2 separate regions of the Ovis aries genome follow, and region 2 is linked to region 1. A link is a contact called in public Hi-C data. All regions are on one chromosome and are shown on one strand. Each heading gives the region's core, a stretch centred on a gene start, on an enhancer-like site or on the middle of the called end of the contact. The rest is flanking DNA. Distances are from core to core; before and after follow the strand shown.

Region 1 (4,243 bases), core at 1,257-3,756:
TTATGACCCCATGGACTGTAGCCCGCCAGGCTCCTCTATCCATGGAATTTTCCAGGCAAGAATACTGGAGTGGATTGCCATTGCCTTCTCCAGGGAATCTTCCCAATCTAGGGATCAAGCCTGTGCCCCCTGTGTCTCCTGGATTACAGGCAGATTCTTTACTGCTGAGCCACCAGGGAAGCCCAATTCAACTATATTTCAATTTTTTTAAAAAATGGGGGAGGACTTCCCTGGCAGTTCACTGGTAAAGATTCTGGTTAAGACTCTTCTAATGCAAAGGGCACAGGCTTGATCATTGGTCAGGGAACTAAAATCCCATGTGCTGCATGTTGTGGCCAAAAAAAATTAAAAATAAAGTTAAAATTTTTTTTTTAATTTTAAGTAAGTCTAATCCCATTATGTTTGGAAATCAACCTGTAATAAAATCCAGCCTCAGAAGACCTCTTTAGTATATGGAGTCAGATATGCTGCAAATTGTATTATTTGTTCTCTGCGAATTAAGCCAACAAATATTTCCTGAGCATCTCCTATGCACCAGGCAAAGGGCTGGAAACATGGGACAAGGTAAAAAGAAGAGCAGGATTGTCTACAGCACTGAGGAAGCATCCAGGGAGGACCAGGAAGGCTTCTCCTGGGAGGTGACTTGTTAATTGAGCCCAGGGAGGTTGGCCTCGCCTGATGAGTGGAGGGCGGTGAGGCAGAGGGAGGGGGACTTGGAGAGGCGTGAGAGAGGCAGGAAAATAATCCAGATGGAAAGGGGTGTGAATAGCAACATCCTATTCAGAAGACAGGTGAGAACGTGATAGGGCAAGGGTCCAGAAAAGCAAGTAGCGCTGCGTTTGCCAGGACAGCTTGAACACTGTGGGTGGTAGAAATCACCTAAGGCTTTCAAGCGAAGGATAAGCCTCTACTGGTGATATCTAGAGAGGTCCCTCTAAACACTCCAGAGGGTGGACTGCCGGGGGCGGGGCGGGGGAGAGAGTTGGAGAGGCCAGTTAGGGGGTGTTTGTCCTGCCTCAAGGGGCCCACAGTGACCTTGACAATGAGGATGGAAAAAAAAGGTGCAGATGCAAGGATCTACAGGAAGCCAGTAGAATGCAAAAGAGAGCAGATGCCTGAGTGACTCTGTTTTCTAGCCCTGGAAGAGGAAGGAGAAGGCAGAGGAAGGGAGAAGACAAACCCGACTGTTAAGAGCAGAGACTCGCCCAAACTGGGCCACATGAGTGAATGAACGTTGTGAACTTGACCGGGATAAAGCTAGAGCTTGTACAGCGAAGGACCTCCTTGCCCAGAGAAAGGTTTATCACCTGCCCCAGCTCCTGGGGGGTCACCTCTGAGCCCTTGGAACGTCCCACCTGAAAGTCTTTATTTACCTGGGGGCCTTGGCCCTTGCCTGCTAGTCTGTGCGGATGCTGTAATTTGGGATGGGGGTCCTTGGGTCATGGGGTGCCAACTTGATCTCAGGAAGGAGACTGAGGTCAGCCACATGGCTGTCAAGCATGTGTAGGTGACCAAGGTCACTGTGGGCCACTTGACCCCAATAAGAACTCTGGGAACAAGGCTCAGGGGGGCTCCTCTGGTTCAGAATACTCTGCGAATGTTGCCACATCATAACTGGGAAGGTCAGCGCTGCTCCCAGGAGTCCGCAGGCAGAGGACAGTGAATGTCACGCCTGGGGCTTTTCTGTGCCTCTCCTCTTGGCCGCTTCTGACCACTACCCTTCCGCTGTGGGCTTCCCTGATGGCTCAGTGGTAAAGATCTGCCTGCCAACGTGGGAGACACAGGACACTCGAGTTTGATTCCTGGAGATCCCCTGGAGGAAGAAATGGCAACCCACTCAGTATTCTTGCTTGGGAAATTCCATGAACAAAGGATCCTGAGGGGCAATCGTCCGTGGAGTCGCAAAGACTTTTACACAGCTGAGCCTGAAAACCCACTCTATAACCAGTTCTGTAAGTCACACTGGTTGCCTGTGCTTCCAACGTCCCACCCATAGAAACAAAGAGCTTTACCTGTAGCATCCCTGAAAACTCTACCAGCTCTGACCATCTCTTTACAATCTGAACATAACCGGCCATTTGGCTTCTTGGCATACAATATCTCCCTGTCCCTCCATGCCACTCAGGATTCATTGGATGTGAAGTCACTTGTACCTTTTGTACAATCAAGACCTAGAAGGGAAGATGGCCAAGTTACTGAGGTGGGGAAAAGCTGACCTGATTTACCCAACCATCTCTGCCCGACATTACTTCTCCAACCTTGTGACAAAGACTGCTTCTCTAGCCCAGTGATTTTCTTTGCCTCCAGGTTCACTGAAACAAAAGAATTTTCCTTAGGCTAACTACATCAGGGACGGATTTGGATTCCAGACAGATCTTCCGCACACACATGGCTCCATTTGAAAGACTTGCCTATTGTTTTTGGAAGCCCTAAGAAAATGAAGCATATGTTCAACTTTTTTTTTAATAGTCTCGTGAAAATGAGTCAGTTTATAGTGTGTTTTGAACTGAGTTCTGCATTCCTGTGGGCTTATAGCTCTTGAAACTGGTTAAAACCTACCTCCAGAGGAGTTGAGTAACTTGAGAAATTCTGATGCTGACTTCTTAAAAAAAAAAAAAAAAAAAACCAGAGTCAGTTCCATCCTGACAGACCGCGGGGACCTTCCCAAGCACAGTGCTCTGCCCTTCTCGTGCCCTGTGTCAGTTACTGCTGGGTCAGCTGCAAACAGAGAAGCCAGGGCTCCTCACACATCCCCGTCTCTCTGCGGTCTACCTACCCTAACATACAGCTCCACAACTCCAGGCCGTGTGTGCCCAATGTGCATGTCCCAGAGAAACAGGGCCAGACAGGAGTTACACTATATTGCCTTTTAGGGCCCAGCCTCAGATGCCATGTGGGATCAGTTCAGCCATAATCTTAAAAATTGCTGCCTGCCCTATTGGCAAAAGAAGGATGCCATCAACCACTACCTTCACCCCTGTGGTGAGCAGGAGTGAACTCAGAATGGAAACAAGGGCCGCCACTGCCAAATCATCAACCACTGTTTTTTTTGTTGTTGTTGTTTTTTTAATTAACAGTAATCTTTTGATGTTAAGGGACATAATACATATATATTTAATACATAACACATCATCAAAAATGTTAATTTCCTCTCTTCTTTCCCGTTATTTGTCCAAATCACTAGAAATAGAGTATTTTTCCTAATCTTTACTTTGTTATTTAAGCTCAGTGTTACTGCAAATGTATTTTTGTATTCTGTATTTTATTGAGTACTTGTCATAATGACTTTGTTATAAACATGATTTATAACAAATTCTTCATAAACATAAGTTTCATGGTTGTGCAGCACTCCAGCTAGTAGACATAGGATAACTAATTGCTGTTGGTAATTAGTACATTTCACCTATACTTATATATGTGTGCTAAGTGGCTTCAGTCGTGTCCGACTATTCACAACCCCCTGGGCTATAGCCCCTCAGGCTTCTCTGTCCACGGGACTCTCCAGGCGAGAATACTGGAGTGGATGGCCATGTCCTCCTCCAGGGTATCTTTCAGATGCGGAGATTGAACCAACGCCTCTTACATCTCCTGCATTGACAGGTAGGGTCTTTATCACTAGCGCCACCTGGGAAGCCCATACTTACATAGAGAGAAGAATATTTTGTGAATAAGATTTTCATTTGGGTTATTCATTTTGTATTTTCAGAATAGAAATCATTGCACCAAAGAGTAAAAATGACTTAAAGCCATCGATACATAATGCCAAATTCCTTTCCAGTATTTTATTTTTATATATGTTTCACAATTAAGGTTTTGTTTGTTACTTCTAAAAAATTGTCAGCTGCTTAAGGACAGAAGTTGTATATATACTGTACCCTTCCTCCTGACTGCAGAGTATTTTTAATAAATATTTATGTAATTAATAAAAATTATATCATGTCAAAAAAAGATATCATGTCTATTCACATTCTTATCAGCATGAAAATGCCTATTTATTTCATTACATTCTTTTTATAATCGAATATATGGAATAAACCAAAACTAGAGGGGGAGGAGTTGGTGGATCCAGAAGACAAATTTCTAAATATATGTCATGACCTTTCTAGAAATTCCTGGGCTATTTTGAAACTCATAAGAGCTGGCAGAACCCAAGTTTCTGACTTTTCTTTAAGTATTTTCCCTTCCTAACTTGCATACACATTGGTAAAAGCACATATTTAAAAGTCTTTGACTATTAACAAAA
Region 2 (4,243 bases), core at 1,099-3,598, 200 kb after region 1:
CTTCCTAGATCAAACTGTATCTCCTGTATCGGCAGGCAGATTCTTTACCACTGAGCCACAGGGAAGCCCTTAACTAGTGATGGCTTTAATTAATTCAAATTCACCCTGCTCAGGGTCCTGGCCAGAGTAAGTGGTCAATAAATGCAGTCCTTTCCTTTCCCTCCAACTCAGAGTTTGCCTTCTAACTTAGGAGGGGACTCACTGAGCAAGTGTAGAATGTGATATATTCTTTAAATGAATGGAAGTGCTACAGGAGCACAAAGGAAGGTGCAATTAACTAGGACTGTATCAATGAGATTGCAGTTAACTTGTCTGACAGTCTTAATTACTTAGAGTTTTAACTTTCCTGAACCATTAATAGAGGTGTCTGACACTTCTTCCATTACACTGGGCTTTCCTATTTGAAAGCCTCCTGGTGGCTCAGAGGGTAACGAATCTGCCTGCAATGGAGGAGATTCGGGTTAGATCCCTGGGTTGGGAAGGTTCCCTGGAGAAGGGAATGGCTACCCATTCCAATATTCATACCTGGAGAACTCCATGGACTGAGAAGCCTGGTGGGCTACGGTATATGAGGTTGCAAAGAGTTGTACATGAGGTTGCAAAGAGTTGTACATGACTGAGACTAACGCGCCCTTTTTCAAGGGCTATAAAGCAATGAAACAGGGCATGTGATGTGCAGGAGAGGTAGGGGTGGGAGAGGTGAGTGTCAAAGTCAAGTAGATCCAATGGTTGGGGAAAGCTCCCTTTGAGGACTTGACTTCTGAACTATGAGCCGAGTGCCACGAACAGTCAAGCAGAGATTCTTCCAGGCAGAAGGAAAAGCAGGTGCAAAGGGTTGGGGGCAGGACCCTGGACTCCCAGGGCCAAACCAAGAGCTTGTCCCACTGCTTCTGGCCACTGATAAAGGAGTTGCAGAAAAGAGACAAAATGGGCCTAAAACTGATGTCTGGTCCTTACTCGAGGTTTGAGGAGCTGATATCCAACTTCCAGTCCCTGGCAGACTCATTTCAAGTTTGGTTTTCACTCATGGGCATGTTGATCCCTCTTCAAAGTCAGACTGGGTTTCAAAGGAATTTGAAACACTTACAGCAAAACCACCAAGCTGCATCCTCCAGGTAGAAAAACCCCAAATGCGGCATTTCCGTGGGAAACCACAATGAATCACTCCCACTGGCCCACCTAGTCCAGGCCCGACTGCATGGAGATTTACTTTGGTTTTCTCAAACTTCCTAATACCTCTTCAGACTTTTTAACAAACCCCCGCAGTGTCCTGAGTCTCAGGTTAAGAGCAAAATACCAAATTCTGTAGCGTTTGCGGAGTTTCAGATTTCACCAGAAGGGATTCTGCCATAGCTGCTAAGCTTTTCCTCTGCAGACAGCAGTTGCTGAAATGCTGCAAAGAAAAAAAAAATCAGTAGGTGATAAGGATGGAAATGAAGTTTGGAGGCTTTTTAAGTAGGTATAGATAATGCACAGCACACACTCCATCAATTAAAACCCTCGCCTCTCTGACGTCTGTTGTAGTAAAGACAATCATGGTTATCATTTATTCGAGCATTTACAATGTGTCAGTCCTGGTCTAAACGTTTGGTTTCCAAATCAAACCTATGAGGGCAGTATGACCACCTCATTTCACATTTCATCAATCCGAGGCTCAGTGAAGTAAAGTGACTTACCCAAGGTAACCCAGTTGGAAAAAAGACAAAGCGTGGATTCCAACCCAGGTCAGGGTCCAAAGTTCATACTACGACTGTCCATACTATTTGTATACTATCCTGACCTGGAAAGGTCCTGTCCCCCTGGCACTGGAAAAGACATGAGGAAATTAGCAACGCGGAAGCAGTGAAAGGGGTGGGAGGGTGGCAGTCAGGTAAAGTCATTTATTTTACGAAAAATAGGGGAAACGGCCAGGAGATTTCAAGTTCATTCTCTGTAGGATGGGAGAGAGGCCAAGGTCCTTTCCTGGTGTTGGGGGACTTAGAAAGGCACCTCCCAAGGCCAAGGTTTTATGGGGACAAATCCGATCCCTTCTACATCTGAGCATGGAGGAGGCAGGCCACCGCGAGTGTGGGGCCGAAGAGGCAGGAGGCCCGACCGGCCCAGCTCGCACGCCGGAGTCGTGGGGTCGGAGACCCAGCTGGTCGGCTGCCGGGTGTCCAGCCGCCGCGCTCTCCGCGCGATGTCGGGGAGCCCGCCGGCCCCCCACTCCCCTCCTGCGTGCCGGCGGGCCAAGGGTTAAGCGAGGCGGGAGCCCCCGGCGCGGGGCGGCCCCGGGACCGGGAATGCTTAGTCAGGATTCCGATTTCCTGTCGAAGTGTTTGGATTTCCTGGAGCCCGCGCCCTCCGCCGCCGAGCGGGATCGTCCGAGCCGCGCGCGTCGCTGCGGCCTCCTCCCCTCGGCACATGGTCGCCCGCCCCTTCCTGCGCCGCGCTCGGCTCCCGCGCCTCGCCGCCGTCGCCGCCACCGCGGGCGGGCTCTCTGCGCTCGGGCAGCCCCCGGCCCGCGCCTCCCGCCCCGCCGGCTGCTCCCGCCGCCGCCGCCGCCGCCTCCTGCTTTCTGCTGCGACAGCCGCGATCGGCCGGCCGAAGAGAGCCGGGGCGCAGGCGTCTGCGCCGCCGCCAGGGAGCCGCTGCCGAACCCGCGATGGAATAATGCCCAGCGGCCCGCCCGGTCCCGGTGAGTTGCGGGGCGCTCGGGCTGGCTCGGCGGGGCCGCGCGGGGGTCTCGTCGGAGCTCCCTTGCTCGGCTCCCGCGCGGAGAGGCGCCGGCACGGGGGCGGCGGGCGGGTCCCGGCTCTGTTCGCGCTGGGGAGCTGGCCGTGGGCTTCGCAGGGCCGGGCTCGGCCGTCTGGGGGGCTGAGGGTCTGCACCCCCGAGGCGCGGGGGTGGGGAGGGTGGGACCGCCCGTGGGGGGTTTGGCGCGCCCTCCCGAAGAGGGGTCCAGGCCCCGCCGATCGGGCGCCCTCCCGAACGACCGCGGCATTGTCTCGGGCGCGGCGGAGGAAAGTTCCCCGCCGTTTCTGGAGCCGGCGGCCCGGCCCCCGGCCTCAGGCCCCCGGCCCCCGGCTGGGACTCGGCGCTGCCAGGCAGGCCCTAGACCACTTGGCTTACAGCGAACGAAACTAAAGAGAAAAATTTTAAAAATCCATTCGGGGCTTGGGGTTTGTTCCCGGGAAGCCAAGAAAGTGGCTTGTGTTTTTCTCCTTGTACCATTTGGAGACCTGCTGCATTTTCTGAGAGCGACGTGAAGTTTCAAAGAAAAAAAAAAAAAAAAAAGAAAGAAACTCTCTGGCGTCTGGTATTCTGCGGTTTCATACATCCCGAGTGTTCTTCCCGGGCATTCCTAAAGCGGTTTCCTTCAATAATTAATTTTTCCACTAGCGCAGGCGGATGGAGGGCTAACTTCAGACCATCCTCAGCGTGACCTCAGCTTTACCCTCACTAATCAGAGAGAGCAGGAACTTTCTCCCACTCTTCCCCGTAGACTCGGTCAGGTTGTCTTGGCACATTGGATCCTGGAATGACAGCCGGGCACGGATTGCTGAGTAATGTTCGGGATTGTAAAACATAGTTCAGTGTTGAGGCCAGTTTTGTCTGTCCATCAGAGTGCAGCCCAGGGCTTTCCCGTATTTCAGTTGGAGATTCACCTTATAACAGTTAGATCTTAGATGCAGATCTTCTGGAAGCGTCAAATTTCAACAGTTTGGGGAGAAACAGGACGTTTGAGAGCAGTTGTTGCTGCCCCTTATTATTCCTGCAGCAGAAGAGGTGACTGGGACTTATGGAAAGTCACATGGCCAGGGCTCAGACTCCCTGACCAGTGCTCCTTACACTGTCAATTTCTGGTCTGTGTCAGCCATTAAGTTTGGAAATATGTCTTCTTGGCATTGTAACTTTCATCATTTTTAGTGCCTTCTCTTGTTTTGTCTTATGTTATTGCTGCTATTTCTGAGATATGCAGTTACCTCAAACTGCTTATTTTGAGATAAGAGTTAGAGATGAAATTCCATAACCTCTACTATTCAGTCACTAAATGTATTTGGAGTTTCAGTCACCAAATGGATTTTTTTCCCCCAGCAAATGGGTTTGAAATATAAAATGGGTGGCTTCTTCTATGGGGGATGACTTTTCTCTATTCTGTTCTTTTGTACGAAGTAGAAACTCCCAGGTCCAGAAAAGGGCAGTATCTTAGCACAAAATATACTCTGTGATGCTCTCTAGGCTTGACTTCCAGCCCCTCTGT

The links. A called contact is a pair of places that touch in the nucleus more often than the background predicts.
Region 2: a Hi-C map of skin fibroblasts shows a contact between it and region 1, with 1.8 times the contacts expected there. The contact joins the promoter of ASAP1 here to the enhancer-like site in region 1. A contact is called at or near these places in 3 of 16 Hi-C or Micro-C datasets (liver, skin fibroblasts and tail adipose tissue).

The regions. Positions count from the first base shown.
Region 1 is chr9:23,146,330-23,150,572 of ARS-UI_Ramb_v3.0, forward strand. No RefSeq gene overlaps it. Among named protein-coding and RNA genes, the nearest start is that of TRNAC-ACA, 190 kb to the left of the region's middle. Within about 2 kb of position 2,507, at least 3 of the 54 cell types and tissues checked have an H3K27ac peak or open chromatin away from gene starts, as enhancers often do.
Region 2 is chr9:23,346,077-23,350,319 of ARS-UI_Ramb_v3.0, forward strand. ASAP1 (ArfGAP with SH3 domain, ankyrin repeat and PH domain 1) reads left to right here and starts at 2,349. Exons shown (of 30, transcript XM_060393356.1): 1 at 2,349-2,677. It overlaps LOC114116486 (sterile alpha motif domain-containing protein 1-like), which reads left to right and starts at 2,043. Exons shown (of 1, transcript XM_027973492.1): 1 at 2,043-2,681. The coding sequence starts at 2,043. The coding sequence ends at 2,681.